2 separate regions of the Mus musculus genome follow, and region 2 is linked to region 1. Evidence: chromatin contacts called from public ChIA-PET data. All regions are on one chromosome and are shown on one strand. The core of a region is the stretch at or near the end of the contact, and the rest is flanking DNA. Distances in the headings are between cores, read along the strand shown. Region 1 overlaps Runx1 (runt related transcription factor 1). Region 2 overlaps Setd4 (SET domain containing 4).

Region 1 (3,802 bases), core at 712-3,211:
AGCCACGTAGGTAAGACTGTTAGCTCACTTAGCAGTCAAGAGCATCCGTAGATCTGCTGGGGTGGTCCACGCATGTGACTCTCTGCTACAAAATGACCTGCCATGCCAGCATGAAACTACCTATAACTGCCTTCCAGAACTTGCCATCTAGGTAGAGAGGCAAAGTTAGGCCCAAAACACTCTGTAAATAAAAAAAATTAACTCAGCAGGACATCAGCAATGCAAGAAAGGCATCAGACCAGGCCAGGGGCAACCTTGCCTGTGCTCAGAAGGCCACAGTAAAGTTGCTTGAACTTTTCATACCGCCGAGTCCTTGGCTTGACAGTACAAATTTCTACAGCTCACCTGAGAAACCCCAAGTCTGGGGGAGCCCGAAACTCAGTACCTTAATAGTCCTTGTAGCTTCCAAGGTCTTTGAATGACAGTCTGTAACAGGAAGCCCTGACTGTTTGTGGTGATGTCAAAATGGAATCTTGATGTAACTTCAGGCGTACACGGAGCATCTGGTAGTTTTTGTGTCTTCTCGCTGGTGAGCAGTCCAAACACAGTGGATTTCCTAGTCGGCTTCCTCAGTTCTCCACATAGGACACTGCTAATTATATGAAATTCAGGGTATTCATTTTTTTTAAAGTTCAGGCCACAGTGCTAGGCTTAATTTGAGAACAAGTTAAGCTTTGGGATCTAAAATTTGGAATCTAAATTCTGAGCCATTAACTACAACCCAGTTTCTGTAAAACTATGTCTGTGAAGATCCGCATGGAAGACACGTCTGCTTCCCGGGACAAACAGGGTTCTGGCTCGGCTGCACAGCTCGGAGTATTTTCTGTCAGATCCTACCATCTTTTGGATGAAAGACTGATCTGGGTTCTCCCGTTTCTGAAGGCGTTCCCAGCTAGGATTTTTAAAAAGATTTTATTATTGTGTGTGTGTGTGTGTGTGTGTGTGTGTGTGTGTGTGTGTGTGTGTGTGTGTGTGTGTGTTTGTGGATGTGTGTGTGCATGAATGTAGATATCTGTACTCCTGTGTGTCTGTATGTGTGGTGTGTGCATGAACGTATGTGTGTGTGTGTGTGTGTGTGCTTCATGTGTATGTGTGTTTCTGTGTATATATGTGTGTGTTTCTATGTCTGTGTGCGTGTACGTGCCTGTGTGAGGGCACATGTACTCTCGTGTCTTTATGTGACTGCAGATACCCTCAGAGGCCAGAAGTACCTAATTACTCTGGAGCTGGAGTTAGAGGCAGTCTTGGCTACCTGAGGTGGATGCTGGGAAGAGAACTCTGGTCCTCTGGAAGAACACTAAGCACTCTTCACAGCTGAGTCATCTCTCTAGCTGAGATTTTCAAATCCCTTCCCTGCTTCAAACTCCCGTTCCTTCTAGAACATAAAGAAACTCCATTTCCCATTAACAAAGTAGCTCTCATAAAACCAGGGAATAAATTCACACACACACTCTCCCATCCACTATATCCTTGTGCATCCTTAAGCATTTTCATGCTAACAGCCCTAGCACTTCCCATCTTAGGACTGGTTGGTCTGTGGACCAGAGGATCAGCACTTGGTGGCTCTCAAGTGTTCTGCACAGGCATTCAGAAGCAAGCTTCTCCATGCCCAAGCTGTCCATCCCCTTATAGTTGGAACTCTTAGCCTTGGGACCCATGCAGAGGTGGGGAGTCCATTTAAGTCTGGTGGGGGTGGGAGGTGTAAGTTCCACCCCCACCCTTCCTGACACGCTCCTGAACCCTGGCCACTGCACCTGCTAGGTTCTCACTTCTCTGGGAAGCATCTAGAAACAGGACCTCTCACCCACCCCTCCCGGCTGGGCTCTAGGGTGGGGCCCTCACTACCTCTTTTCTTCTCAAAGAGCCTGGGATGCTGACAGCCTCAGATGGAGGCATCCTGTTTGTCGAAAAATAAACCGGCAGTTGAAGCCGGGTTGCAAGAGCGAGAAAACCGCAGGCCTGCGCGCCACTGATAACGTGGGCAGCTTGCTTTTGCAGCAGTTCCTAGCTGCAGCGGCCCTGTGAAGGCCTGTGTCACCGCCTCCCTTCCTGTCTCCTCCTCACACCATCCCTCCATCGCTCCTTGCTGGCTCTACCAGCCACTTGCTGGACCCTTCAGCCACTGGGACCATTGCTTTCCATAAAAAACTCCTTAGTGCAGTGCAGAGCTGATCAGAGGGTAGCAGGGAACCCTGACGCCTGATGGGTTGCTGACACCTGGGGGGGGGGGGCGCTACGGGAGTCGGGGGAATGGCAAGGCTTGCAGACCCTGGTCTTGAACTAAACTGTCTTGAAAATGACACATTTGGAACCTAGAGTTCTTGTCTTTCTGCGTCATGGGCTATTGTGACCTGGTTTTAATAGAGGAGAGAGGGAGGGAGGCAGAGAAGGAGAAAGAGACAGAGACACGGAGGAAGACAGAGACAGGCAGAGACGGACAGAGAGACAGACAGACACAGACAGAGGCACACAGTCAGACAGAGACACACAGAAAGATGGGCACAGAGAGCTGAAATACCAGATTCAAAAGCAAAGGGGACACCAGAGTCCAGCATGGAGATAGTTTTCCTTCTTGGAGTCATGTGCCCTGGCCTGGTTCCACGATGTGAATAACTGCGTGCCCATCTTCCTTCCCCTTTCAGGGGGTATTAAAAGCTCTTCCCCATTTGCCTGTTATCAGATAAGCTAGGCAGATGAGAAGTCAGTGGGTAACCGCTGGTATGACCACAAACTCACTGGGAACCAAACAGCTTGACCCTCCGAAGCAGAGAGTGGTATTGAGAATCAACAGGAAAGCTGCCTTCTTGGCTCCATAGGACCTACTTCTCAAAGTAGTGACAGTCAGTGTGGTGGTTACAACCTATAATCCCGGCTTTGAGGAAGCTGAGGCAGGGGAATTGCAATGACTCTGAGGCTGTGGTGGACTACAAAGTGGACACAAACATACACACACATGCACACACATGTGCACACACACACACACATATATACACACACATATGCACACACACAACCACTTAAGTGGACATCTTATGTCACAGCAAATGGCATCTAAGAGCTGATGTTAAATCATCCAAGAAGGGGCCACTGAGCAACACATGATGGCATCCCCTTTATCGCCGAGGGCCTTCTGGATCCTGACACCTAAGTTAGAGTTTCAAGTTCACCTTTGCTATTCTAGAGAACACGGGGAAAAGACCACCAATACCCTTCATCACTGTCTGTGTGTATCTGATGAATAAAAAGCCAGATAAATATGTTCTTACAACAGAAGGGGGACCAGAGGGAGGGCAGTGAGGTAAGGGGATTTGGAGAGTGCTAGAGATAAATATGAGCAAAATACTATATACATATACATGCACACATACACATATACACATATACATATACATGTGTGTTTATATACATAGAAATGTCATCGTGAAACCTGCTATTTTTATGCTAACTAAAGATTAATAACAAAAACAAAATTAACAAGGTGGTTGGAGAGACGGCCCAGTGGTTAAGTGTGTGCTGCTCTTACAGCTCCCCGCACTCACCCAGCAGCGCACAACCGCCTGCAATTCATATCAGGGCACCAACGCCCTCTACTGGCCTCTTGATGCACTGCTCTCACAAGGTGCACAGACACATATGCTGGCACTCATTCATACACATAAAATAAAAGTACAGAAATCGTGGTTGGGGGGAGGAATCCAGCCTATTCTTAAGGGCTTCTAGAAAAGCCCTGTGATTTTCCCATCCCCTCCTCCAGGAAGGTCTTTAAAATGGACCTCAATTCTGCTGAGCAAGTCCCCTGAGT
Region 2 (3,802 bases), core at 750-3,249, 780 kb before region 1:
CTCTGTGATAACTCCAGCTGTGTCAAGTTGACACAAAACTCGCCAGTACACCGTGTAAACACATGGAACAAGCATTATGTTTAACATGGAGTAGGGCCCAGGGGTTGGCTCAGTGGCCTGCCTGGTCTGGCATGTGCAGGCCCTCTCTGAAGGAAAAGGAAAGCTTGCTTCTGTCAGAGTTACACCCCCAAATCCTTGCTTTTCTTTCTTTTTAAAACACAGAATGGAAGTCTTCTATCACCTCAAAAAACAAAAGAGCCATTGCTTTCTCTCTCCTTCAGAAACGTCCGCCAGGCTTCACAGTTTAGGCTGAGGCTGTGGTCACGGCTGCGGGGACTGCTTTGAATCAGGTGTAACGCAGTATTGCCGTCCTGGGCGTGTGCTGAGGCAGCCTGTTCCTAGCTGGCCCCCAGCAGGGCTAACCCTCTGGCGGCTTCCTCTTAGGCTGTTGATGTGCTTAGGGGCAGCCTGAGCCTCGCGTCTGTGCTTCTGTCCTCCGCCTTGGAAAGCTCACAGCTCTTCAGGGAGCCGGGATCTCAGCGAGCTGTCCTAAAGAGGACACTTGGTGTGAACTGGCAGACACTCTGGTTATCGTGGGCGGCTGATGGGAGGGAGAGGGGCATGTGCTTTATCTGAATCACATCCTAAGTCTGATGGTCTCCTCTCTAATGCAGACATGCTGGTTAAGTTCCTCCCTGCAGCAGATAAGCAGCTCCACAGGAAGATAACCATTTTGAAGGATCATGGCTTTACAGGGTAAGGCTTTTCTGTCTGGAAATTATCCCTTCAGGGAGTTCCCATGGGAATACTCCTGGCTCTGGTTTCTGTAAGTGTGACCCTCCTGTCTCTGTGTTGGCTGTCAGGTGGGTGTTTATTAAGCTCTTAGACTGTAGCAAGTTGGGCTTGTTGTCCTAGGCACTCAAGGGGTGAGAGTCAAGCTTGAAACAGTCCTGTCCGTGACCCAGGCCCGGGTCAGGTGGGGTGGAGCTGCGCTGTCACAGGCCATGCTGGTCCCTAGCAGAACATCAGGGACGGTGACCTACACCGGATCCCCAGCTCTTTCACGTCTTCTTTTCTGGATAAAATCAGGTTTTTTGGGTACACAGCGACAGTGGCTGTTTGCTCTCCGGGATGACCAGGGTCTCTGTGTTCATCTCACTGTAAACGTGTGATGTAGTTACCAGGCCGCTTGCTGTGGTCCCGTGACCAAGTTCAGTGTCTGGCTGAAATTGATTGGAAATGGCTTTTAGCCTTGTCTTAGTTAGGGTTACTAGTGCTGTGATAAAACACCATGACCAAAAGCAAGTCTGGGAGGAAAGGGTTCATTTGGCTCACACTTCCACATCACAGGAACTCAAGCACGGCAGAAGCCTGGAGGCAGGAGCTGATGCAGAGGCCATGGAGGGGTGCTGCTGCACTGCTGGTTTTGTGTGTCAACTTGACACAGCTGGAGTTATCACAGAGAAAGGAGCTTCAGTTGGGGAAATGCCTCCATGAGATACAACTGTAAAGCATTTTCTCAATTAGTGATCAAGGGGGAAAGGCCCCTTGTGGGTGGTGCCATCCTTGGGCTGGTAGTCTTGGGTTCTATAAGAGAGCAGGCTGAGCAAGCCAGGGGAAGCAAGCCAGTAATGAACATCCCTCCATGGCCTCTGCATCAGCTCCTGCTTCCTGACCTGCTTGAGTTCCAGTCCTGACTTCCTTGGTGATGAACAGCAATGTGGAAGTGTAAGCCGAATAAACCCTTTCCTCCCCATCTTGCTTCTTGGTCATGATGTTAGTGCAGGAATAGAAGTCCTGACTAAGACAGCTACTTACTGTTTTGTTCCTCTTGGCTTGCTCCTCCTGCTTGCTCATAGAGCCCAGGACCACCTGCCCAGGGATGACTCCACCCACAGTGGGCGGGGCCCTGCGCCATTGTTCACTGATTAAGAAGGTGCTCTGCAGCTGGATCTGAGGGAGGCAGTTCCTCAGCTGAGGTTCTCTTCTTTCCGGTGACTCTAGCTTGTGTAAAGATGACATCAACTAGCCAGCACAGCCCAGAGCAGTCAGAGCAGGTTCCGTTTGTGTGGAGTGACCCACACAGAGGCTGGTGTTACCCAGCTTCATTCGTCGTAGCCGCAGCCTGATTTTCTCGCCTCTGTGTGGAGGTGACCTAGCATTGTACTTGTTCAAAGCCACTGCTGGCTTCCTTGGGTGCTTGCCACGGAGTCGTTTCTACGCGACACATTTGGTGTTGCCTGCTTCTCTTTTGTAGAAATCTGACGTTTGGATGGGATGGGCCGTCCTGGAGGCTACTCACGGCTCTCAAGTTGCTGTGTCTGGAAGCCGAGCGCTTGTAAGTCTCCCCTGCATTACGTACAAGCTGCGCCTACTTCCTGGTGAAGCTGAGGGGTTTGGGAGGCTTGGATTTAGAGGGAAGGAGTGGACTGTGCCCCGCTGCTTTCAGGGGCCTTAGCCTTCCAGAGTGCGTGGCTCTGAGAACTTGCCCCTCTGTCCAGGTGACCCCTGGTGACTGAGTATTGTCAGCGCTGTCACTGTTCAGGGCACATCTGCCAGTGGGTGGCTTTTCCTGTGGTAAGCAAGCTTCTAACCACAACCCTCTAACTGTCCTAACCAGCCCCGCTGAAGGCCTTTTTCGTGAAAGGAGCCGGGTAGAAGAACCCAGTGTAGACGTTCATCTTGCTCAGGCTCCTCACCCTTTCTAAGGGGTTAGGGCTGCCAGTCACACCCCAGAGCCTTCACCTCTGCAAGCCAAGGCACCGTGAGTGACTGACTCACCTGGGTGTAGAGGATGGCCTAGCTGCAGACTCCTTCCATTTGGAGGGCGTGTGGCAGTGAGCTGTGTTTGTGGCTGTCACCTTTTAGGAAAAACTTTCCCTTAAAGGAGCACACAGTGCTACAGCTGCTGAGTCTTGTGGCCATTTGCCAGAGCCTGGCCTTCCGGTTTTGTGTTTCTGCCCCTTGTGCCCCTGTAGCTGGTGGGTGTGACTTCAATGACTTGTCCACCAGACCCAGGACTGCTGTGAAAATAGAATCCAGTCTCTGCTGGCCGGGAGCCGACTGACTAGCTGGCCCTTGATTTACTCTGCTCCTCTTTCTTCCTCCGTGCTGGTGGCTCCCACTCAGGAGCTGAATGATGTCACGGCTTAGGAGCCGAGCTTCACTGTGCTCCGGAAGAATGGGCGTGCTGTGTGTCATCTTGCAGAGTGAGTGCCATCTCCGGTAACGGGGACCTGCTGAAATGACTTTATTGAATATTTCTGCTCTAGCACATCCTGGAAAAAGGTGCTCCTTGGCGAAGTCATCTCCGATACAAACGAGAAGACAAGCTTGGGCGTGGCCCAGAAAATATGCTCTGACGTCATCGAGGAGACGCACGCTGTGCTGCGCAAGGTGTGGGCCCAAGGTTTCAGTCCCGAGGCTGCTTATCATGTGTGCCATTAGGGAAGTCCTGAGAGTTCCTGATGAACAAATGTGGCTGTGTTAACAGGTTTACATTTTACAAGTTAAGTAAATGCGGCTGGGGAGCTGGCCTGATGGTGACGACCGGCATGCAAGCTGGGATGGCAGCCTGTTTTCCCGGGGCCTGGGGTGGGGATAGGCAGAAACCAGTGGATGTAGGTGGAACCAGGAGAATTAAGGAGGCTCGCTGGCCAGCTGGCCTAGTCCAGCGGTGAGTTCCAGGTTAAGTGAGAGACCTTGACTCACAGCAATAGAGGTAGACAGCAATAGGAGCTGGTGCCCAGCATCCCCCTCTGGCTTCTGCGTGTGCGTGCGTGGGCCAGCACATCCCACTGCA

The links. ChIA-PET counts read pairs in DNA pulled down with a chosen protein or histone mark.
Region 2: an RNA polymerase II ChIA-PET map of effector CD8 T cells shows a contact between it and region 1, with 6 read pairs. The contact joins two enhancer-like sites. A contact is called at or near these places in 1 of 15 datasets of contacts at CTCF or cohesin (embryonic stem cells), 2 of 484 Hi-C or Micro-C datasets (CD8 T cells and Th1 cells), 1 of 115 datasets of contacts at active chromatin or transcription factors (effector CD8 T cells) and 2 of 9 other capture datasets (embryonic stem cells and liver).

The regions. Positions count from the first base shown.
Region 1 is chr16:92,799,915-92,803,716 of GRCm38.p6, reverse strand. All of the region lies in intron 2 of Runx1 (runt related transcription factor 1), which reads left to right. Among named protein-coding and RNA genes, the nearest start is that of Runx1, 24 kb to the left of the region's middle. RefSeq lists enhancers at 1,833-2,067, 1,689-2,221. Within about 2 kb of position 1,961, at least 132 of the 459 cell types and tissues checked have an H3K27ac peak or open chromatin away from gene starts, as enhancers often do. A contact at or near this core is called in CD8 T cells, Th1 cells and effector CD8 T cells, where this site is marked.
Region 2 is chr16:93,584,773-93,588,574 of GRCm38.p6, reverse strand. Setd4 (SET domain containing 4) reads left to right here. Exons shown (of 12, transcript NM_145482.3): 9 at 675-756; 10 at 2,258-2,338; 11 at 3,273-3,396. Among named protein-coding and RNA genes, the nearest start is that of Setd4, 17 kb to the left of the region's middle. Within about 2 kb of position 1,999, at least 118 of the 459 cell types and tissues checked have an H3K27ac peak or open chromatin away from gene starts, as enhancers often do. A contact at or near this core is called in CD8 T cells, Th1 cells and effector CD8 T cells, where this site is marked.